3 separate regions of the Mus musculus genome follow, and regions 1 and 2 are each linked to region 3. The links are chromatin contacts, called in public Micro-C and promoter capture Hi-C maps. All regions are on one chromosome and are shown on one strand. Each heading gives the region's core, a stretch centred on a gene start, on an enhancer-like site or on the middle of the called end of the contact. The rest is flanking DNA. Distances are from core to core; before and after follow the strand shown. Region 1 holds the start of Limd1 (LIM domains containing 1). Region 2 overlaps Gm33800 (a long non-coding RNA gene). Region 3 holds the start of Sec22c (SEC22 homolog C, vesicle trafficking protein).

Region 1 (2,700 bases), core at 168-2,667, 1.8 Mb after region 3:
TTTAAAACCTAGTTTTAGTATAATGCTTTATAGCAGTACTCACTCTTCAAATTTTATTGTGCAAATCGTCTTCCCATCCCACAGATGCCGTAAAACACAAATCTGGGGTTAGTAGTTTGGGGCTGGAGCCTGGAACTCTTCATTTTCAACAAATATCCTGAACCTTCAGAGTCTACAGGACAGTGAACCATTTTTGTGTTTATAGAATATAAGAATATAAGCACTTCCATATATATTATCTTGTTTGTTCCTCGTCACAGTTTAGAGAGATTTGCCAAGACACATATGTTCAACCAAACCCTGCGCATATACAGGTGTAATGAAGTGGATAACTGATTAGCTGTCAACCAAAAAGGGGCATGCAGACAAATAAACAGCTGGAGCTGACCCTCCATACCTAGAGCTCCACATCTGAACAAGGGCAAGATACTCAGGAAAAGAAAAGGTGTTTATGTTAAACACATACAGATTTCATTTTCTTGTCATGATTCCTGAAAGACAACAAAACAAAACCAAACAAAACTGCTGAGAACTATTTGCATAACATTTACATCTATTAGGTAGTATGAGCAGAGACCTGGAAACATTTAAACTAGATGGGAGAAAGCCTGCAGGTCAGTGACTTCAGTATCCCTGGATTTAAATAGTGTTCAAACCAAGCAGGAAACAAAGGGGTTGTGGGTGGGGGTAACTTTACGGGGAGGTGATTTTAGCTGGGAAGGAAAGAAGAGACACCAGAAGCTGATCAGCAGGCTCTCGGCAGGCACTAGGAAGTTCCATCCACCGGGAGTTCAGGCAGGGAAGGTCCCAAATCAGAGGGAGGGTAGGCGGGGCAGTCAGGCCTGTTTGTAGAAGTGAAGGCGGGATTTCAAAATAAGTCCGGAGTAAGCCTTGAGGGTTCAAGTTCAAGAGTGACAGGCCTGGGATTGGTTTTAGATCACGCTGGCGGCTGTGTGGGAAACGTAAACTATCCCCAGTCACCTCATAGGAGCTATGTGTGTTATCTAGAGCCATGGCAACCTGGAGTGGTGAGAACTGCTTGGGGTTCAAGAAACCCAGTAAGGACGACAAGCCTCTCTGGGCACACTTAGGACGTCCAACACAGATGCTCTCATTCGAGGGGACCCGAGGGAAGCCTGGCGCACCCTTGACTCTCCAGCAGCGGCGGGAAACTGAACAGTCCGCGGCAAAAGTACTGCGGGAATTGCAACTCTCTCCCGGTGCCCAGAGAGGGACGCCAAAACTCGGCGTGCGCATCACTGGCCTGCAGGGGGCGCCCCGCCCCGCCCCGCTCCCGCCCCGCCCTCCGAGCCTCCGCCCCGCCCCGCCCCGCCCCGCCCCGCCCTCCGAGCCTCCGCCCCGCCCCGCCCCGCCCCGCCCTCCGAGCCTCCGCCCGCGCCCCTGCGCGGCCCGGGGCGGGCGCAGCCGGCCAGCGAGCTCCCGGGACTGACGACCCGCGCGCTCACTTCCGCGTCCCGCCGCCGGCCGCCGCCATCGGACAATGGGCCGCGCGCCGCGGCTGCAGTGAGCTCTGCTGGATCCGGCCACCGGCCCCAGGCCAGGGGCTGCCCGGTGTGTTTGCAAGTTCGATTGTTCGACGTGGATGTGAGTTTACTTTTTTTCTGTGGACGTTCTCTGTCTTCTTTCGCCTGTTTTGGGTTTTGTGACTTGGAGAAGAGAACTTTTCTAAGCAGGCCGGGCACGGCTGAAGGCTGCTCTGCCCCCACGTGGACGCTCCCCGGGGGAAAAGAAGTCTGAAAGTAAACTTAGCCCCGCTGGCCTGAAGGCCTCAACTCTGGCTGGACTGTGAGTTTTGGAGTCATGACCTTCTTGCTGGGCAGGTGGGAATCTTTATCTGCCTTAGGCTGGACCTGAAACCTCGGCCAGCACCCAAATCTCCCCCACCACATTCACACCTTGAACCAGGGCTAGGCCCCGGACACTGATCTACAACATGGATAAATACGATGATCTGGGCCTTGAGGCCAGTAAGTTCATCGAGGACCTGAACATGTATGAGGCCTCCAAGGATGGGCTCTTCCGGGTGGACAAGGGTGCTGGCAACAACCCAGAATTTGAGGAAACTCGAAGGGTGTTCGCGACCAAGATGGCCAAAATCCACCTCCAGCAGCAGCAACAGCAGCAGCTCCTACAGGAGGAGGCCCTACCTAGGGCAGGCAGAAGCCCGGTCAACGGTGGGAACCGTCAGGGTGCGAGCGGCAAGCTGGCTGCAGATGGGGCCGCTAAGCCTCCTCTGGCTGTGCCAACAGTGGCACCTGGATTAGCTACTACCACTGCGGCCGCGCAGCCCTCGTACCCATCTCAGGAGCAGAGGATCAGGCCATCTGCCCATGGTGCAAGGCCTGGCAGTCAGAACTGTGGTTCCAGGGAGGGGCCTGTGAGTTCCCAGAGACCTGCTTTACACGGCCTGAGTCCCTCCTGTGAAGACCCTTCCTGCCTCACTCACGGAGACTATTATGACAATTTCTCTTTGGCAAGCCCACAGTGGGGTGATAAACCTGAAGGGTGCCCCAGCGTGAGTCTGGGTGTAGGAAGTGGATGGCCTGGTTGCCCAGGGAATGACTCCACATTGCCCAAATCCTGTGGAGACCATCACCCTTACCAGCCACAGCTCTCCACAGTGTGCTCTGGCAGGTCTTTTGAAAGTGGCATCAGTGGCCAGGACGGTGGCATTGGTGG
Region 2 (2,729 bases), core at 41-2,540, 1.7 Mb before region 3:
GCTTTTGCTTTTGTTTTGTTTGTTTTGTTTTTTGATACAAAGTCTTTCCTGGCTGTCCTGGAACTCACTCTGTAGACCAGGCTGGCCTTGAACTCAGAAATCCACTTGCTTCTGCCTCCTAAACGCTGGGATTAAAGGCTTGCACCACCACTGCCCAGTGATACAAAGTCTTTTTATGTAGTCCTAGTTGTCCTAGAGCTTGCTATGTAGTTCAGGTTAGCCTTGAACTTGCAGAGATCCTCCTGCCTCTGCCTCCTGAGTGCTGGGATTAAAGGTCTGTGCTACCACTGCCAGTGCAACAAGTGCTTTTAACATAAGCTGAAATACTGAGCTATCATTTCTCGAGCCCCTCATGTGTTTGTGTGTGTGCACGCACATGCACAATTTTTTTAAGTTTTAAAGATTATGTATGTATGTATGTATGTATGTATGTATGTATGTATGTGTGCTCTATTTGCATATATACCTGCATGCCAGAGGAGGGCATCAGATCAAATTATAGAAGGTTATGAGCCACCATGTCGGTGCTCTTAACCATCTCTCCAGTCCCCCTTGCACACACACATGCAATTTTTTTTAAAGCTCAAGGCCAATTTTATTAGAGTTTACAGCTGGCCCAGAGTAGGCCAGCTGTAAATGTTGGCAGAGGCCTGGAAGAGGAGAATGGTGGAGAAGAAATGACCACATCATTTTAGCTGGCATGGAAGTCAGACACATGGTGAGGATGGGGCTTCAAATAGAGAGCGTGGGAGTCAAATGTTGGGGAGAAAACCCAAGTGCTGTGGGAAGCATGCTTAGAGAAGAGATAAACCAGCATGATGGCTCACACCTTTGGTAGCCTTACTAGGGAGGCAGAGGCAGGCAGAACTTTGTGGGTTCCAGGCTAGCCTGGTCTACATAGTGAGTTCCAGTTCAGTCAGGGATAGAGAACAAACCCTGCCTCAAACAAACAAGCAAGCAAACAAAAAAACCCACAACAAAACAATAACAACAGTAACAAAAAGAAAAAGAAAGAAAGAAGAGAGGAAGAAAGAAAAGCTACACAGCCTTGGTTCTGTGGTTCTGCAGCCCTGCAGCCGGGCAGCTCCTGCCCTCAGTTTATAGGCTGATGGGTTTTAGGGAAAACCTGACAAGACATGGAAACACAGAGGAGGTCCTTCCTGTTTAGATGGGTGGAAAGGGCTGGGCGTGTGGTTAACTTTTCCAGGGGAGACATGAACATAGTAACAATCCCACCCAAGTCTGACTTGCAAGACAAATGAGTTTATTGGACTAACTTCCAGAGCACAGATGAGAGTTACTCACTGCAGCGTGGGTGACACTGCATCATGGGAAAGTCCCGCCTAGTAGTGAATCCTGAGCTCATGGGAGCTTCACCTTGGAGTCCCCCTCTCGGTATATTCTCTTATAATCCAGAGACCCGCAGCCTGGCATAGGGAGAAGGAGGGGTCATGGCTGGAATTCTGGGTGAAGTTCCCTGGACCTTAGGCAGTCTCCTTCTAAGGAAAGTTAACTGCTCCATTAAAGTACATTTATCACTGTATTGTTTTGCTCAATGAGTTGCCATGGCTACCAACCCAAGGTAATTTGTACTCCAAGGTGGTGGTAGTGGAAGATTGCTATGCCCCGAGGAAAGACCGCACCACAATATTCCTGAGGTGGACAGCCTTTCAAGAGGGAAGTTAGGTTGAGATCAAAATGGAGGATTTCAATGAAGATCTGGGAGAGGAAACTTCCAGAAAAAGGATAGATGGAGAGGATCAAGGTCCTGGGGCAGGAACCAACCAGTGTGTTTTATGACTGGAGGAGGAGGGTAAGGAGGAGCTGGGGCCTGGGGGGGTTATAGAAGAATGTGGAGAGGCAAGCCATTCTGGTCTTACAGGCTACAAGAGAGTTTAGATTCCAGACCTAGTAACCTGGGCAGCCAGGGGATTGCATTAGGGAGGAGAGGTGTGTGTGTACCTGTGTGCGTGTGTGCGTGCATGCATGCACTTTGAACCCAGGGCCTTGAACATGCTAAGCAAATACCTTTTTTGTTTGTTTTGCTTTTGTTTTGTTTTGAGACAGGGTTTCTCTGTATAGCCCTGGCTGTCCTGGAACTCACCTTGTAGACCCAGCTGGCCTTGAACTCAGAAATCCGCCTGCCTCTGCCTCCCAAGTGCTGGGATTAAAGGCATGCGCCACCACCGCCTGGCGGCTAAGCAAATACTTTACCACCAAGCCGTATCTCTAGACTTTTATTTTTGAGACAAGATCCCATGTTATCCTGGCTGGCCTGGAACTCACTATGTAGACCAGGCTAGTCTCCAATTCACAAAGATCTGTCTGCCTCCCAAAGAAGGGAAGGATTAAATGAGTGAGCTAGCTTCTCCTTTTAAAACTTTAAAAAAATACATAATTATGTATATTTGGCTTTTTGAGACAAGGACCTACTATGTAGCCAGACTCTTCTCAAACTGGCATAATATTTCGCCTCAGCTTCCCAGAGACTGGGGTCACAGGTGTGAACTACTCTAACATTTAAAACTAATTTAAGAAATGTATTGTTACTGGGGCTGGAGGCATGGTTCAGAGGCTGAGAGCTTGCACTGCTTTTCCAGAAAATGGAGTTCAGTTCTTAGCACAGACGGCAGTCAAAATACACACATTCGCATCACCAATGATAAAAAATTTCAATCTTTTATGATTGTGTGTGCATGCTGTGTGTGGGTAGGTGAGGATGTCGCTTG
Region 3 (2,700 bases), core at 165-2,664:
CTTGCTGGTAGAGGAAGGGTCCCTACAAGTGCCCCTTGAAATGCAGAGTGTGGTGGCTTAAGCTCATAATATCAGCACTTGGGGGGTGGGGTGGAGGCAGGAAGGTCAGGAGTTCAAAGTCACCCCCAGGCGAGTGGCATGTTAAAGGGCAGTTTAGGCTGCAGGACAGCCTGCCTAAAACAGAACCAAGTGGTGAGTAAACTGCTGGAGTTAAAGCTCAGAGGCACACACCGTTAATCCCAGGATTTAGAAGAGGCAGGCAGACCCAGGCCAGCATGGCCTACACAGTAAGTTTCATACCAGCCAGGACTACAGAGTGAGACCCTCTCTAAAATAAAATAAAACCACCTCTCCTTACCTAGTGTATTATACTCTAAAGTCAGTTGTCTTGTCTGGCTATGCACTGCCTCTATCTCTGCCACCTGAGTGCTGGGATTAAAGATGTGCACCATCACCCCAGCCTTGATCTGAAATTCTTTATGAGACCTCAAGATGTCCTCTCTGTTGTCCACTAAACATTTACGAGGCATCTCTAGGGACCTGTCTACAACTGTCTTCCTGAGAAAGCTGCGGTGCGAATGAATCCTGTATATCAGTGTCAGGCTATGCAAAGCTGTCCCCGTTCTCATTTCCCTGACAAGTTCTTTACCTGAATAAACTCTCTGTGTAGACTTTTACAGACACGTTGCTCTAGCATTGGCTCTGCACTGAGGGTTGCTTTAGTTTCTCTGATCTTGTCACCCGCTACACCAACCGAGCTGGGCATGGAGGCCATACACCTGTGATCCCAGAACTTGCGGGGCGGGGAGTGGAGGCAGGAGGATCCCAAGCTCAAGGCCAAACTCGAGTTACATGGGGCTCCGTTTCACAAGACCGCAAACTGTAACGGCACCTTTCATCAGAGGTAACTCAGTTCCTTCCCTGGATTTGGCTTTTTGCAAGCTTGACCCCCGCTCTGCTCTGCAGGTTCTTTGTCCCGGCTTATCCAAGTCCAGGAAAGTTGGTGTAGGGGTGACCAGGCCTTGAAGAAGCCAAGTTCTGCTAGACCAGCAGACTAAGGAAAGTTTGCTCTCAAAAGAAGCAAGTGACAGGACTAGAGTTCAGTCTACATAAAGGGAACCACCGCCCCGCCCTCCCGAGACACGCCCCGGCCCCGCCCCGGGCAGCAGGCACAGCGGGCAGCGCATCCCAGCCGGTACGCACCGTGCAGGGGGCCGGGCCTCGGCGGAGTCCCACCGGCCCGGGCTGCAGCCCGGTGGCCTAGACCCCGACCCCACCTCTCCACGCCCGCCTGGCCCGCTAACCTCACCTCGCCCCCGCGGCCGACCTCCGCCTCGGCCACCGCAGCCCACCCCGGCGGCCGGCGGGGTGCAGGTTACCCGCGGCCCGGCTGTAGGAGGCAGGATGTGGTGCTCATGCGCACACCGTGAGCTCCCATTCGCTGCTGCTAAGCGACGCCAAACAGACCAATCGTGGGGCGTCTCTGCTGTCCAGTTGTTCAGACCCGGGAATTGAGTGAATCTACCAGGGCTGGCCCGGGTTTGCTCCCCTCAGCCCGCGTCTCTTCCGCAGGTCCCCAGGCCCACGTGCGAGTCTCACCTCGAGCGGTGAGAAGAGGCTCCGACGTCCCCACGATGCCTGGCCTGGAGCGGACAGGGCTGTTCTCCAGAGGCGTCTAGGCCCCGTGTGACTGGAGTGACACTCCCTGGGCGTGGGTTCTTGCAGGCTACGCAGCTGGGCAAGAGGCCCGAGATAGAGGATCCGAAGAGCACAGCCTTCTGCCAGCCTGGAGGAGGTGCCAAAGTCCGATCCCTGAGCCACACACACCTCGCTATGAGGCTGGAGGGAGATTGGGTAGCACAGTTAGGCCCTTACTGTTTTGACAAGTGCTGAGCACCGCTGTTTGCCGCGCACTGCGTACACAGGAAGTGTGAACACAGAAACCAAATCAAGAGAAGGGGGTAGGGCACCAGGCAGGAATTCTGGTGTTTAAACACGAGTTATGCTTCACAGAAGCATGGGTTCCAAAGAGAATTTACAGGAACAGTTGTCTTGGAGTTGGGGCTCAGGAAAAGCTTCTCCAAGTCTCAGGCCATTGGGCAAGGGAGAGTTTGTGTGTTTCAGAGACATTTGCTTGTGCACAGAACTCTGTGGGGCTGAGGATGTATCTCTGTTGATAGAATAACTGAACTACAAAACCCCGGGTCAGGCCTGTCACCCTCTTCATACATCAGAACTCCAGGCTTTCCTTGGAACGTCCCGGCTCTGGTTCTCAGGACCTCAGCTTCTCACTAATGTTACATCATCAGCTTCACGGATACTTCATTTTTATCCCTTGAGACAGGGTCTTGTGTATCCCAAGCTGACCTTGAATTCACTGTGTAGCAGGCTGACTCTGAAGGCTATCCTACAAACTCCATTTGCTGGGCGCTGGGATTACCGATGTGTGTGTGCTTCCACAGCAAGGTTGTGTGGCTCTGGAGCTCAACCCCAGGGCTTCCTGCCTTCTAGACAAGAGCACTACCCACTGGGCCACATCCCCAGTCCCAGCTCCCCTGATTCTGAGGCCAAGTGCAAGTCAGTGAACCCCAGAACTGGCTCCCCTGGTTCTCAGCCTCTGTCACCACATGAGCATGTTCCCCTCATAAACCACCATATAGTCAGAGAGAGCCTATCCATTCCATCTCTGCGGAGAAGCCT

The links. Promoter capture Hi-C pulls out the DNA fragments that hold promoters and counts their contacts. A called contact is a pair of places that touch in the nucleus more often than the background predicts.
Region 1: a contact with region 3 is called in a promoter capture Hi-C map of liver, with 4 times the contacts expected there. The contact joins the promoter of Limd1 here to the promoter of Sec22c in region 3. A contact is called at or near these places in 4 of 39 promoter capture datasets (embryonic stem cells, erythroid cells, liver and 1 more).
Region 2: a contact with region 3 is called in a Micro-C map of embryonic stem cells, with 5 times the contacts expected there. The contact joins the enhancer-like site here to the promoter of Sec22c in region 3. A contact is called at or near these places in 2 of 39 promoter capture datasets (liver and pre-B cells), 1 of 484 Hi-C or Micro-C datasets (embryonic stem cells), 1 of 115 datasets of contacts at active chromatin or transcription factors (extraembryonic endoderm stem cells) and 2 of 9 other capture datasets (adipose tissue and liver).

The regions. Positions count from the first base shown.
Region 1 is chr9:123,477,284-123,479,983 of GRCm38.p6, forward strand. It overlaps Limd1 (LIM domains containing 1), which reads left to right and starts at 1,418. Exons shown (of 8, transcript NM_013860.2): 1 at 1,418-2,700. The coding sequence starts at 1,955.
Region 2 is chr9:120,008,116-120,010,844 of GRCm38.p6, forward strand. All of the region lies in intron 2 of Gm33800 (a long non-coding RNA gene), which reads left to right. Among named protein-coding and RNA genes, the nearest start is that of Xirp1, 14 kb to the right of the region's middle. Within about 2 kb of position 1,291, at least 39 of the 459 cell types and tissues checked have an H3K27ac peak or open chromatin away from gene starts, as enhancers often do. A contact at or near this core is called in embryonic stem cells, where this site is marked.
Region 3 is chr9:121,703,615-121,706,314 of GRCm38.p6, forward strand. Sec22c (SEC22 homolog C, vesicle trafficking protein) reads right to left here and starts at 1,415. Exons shown (of 7, transcript NM_001164562.1): 1 at 1,310-1,415.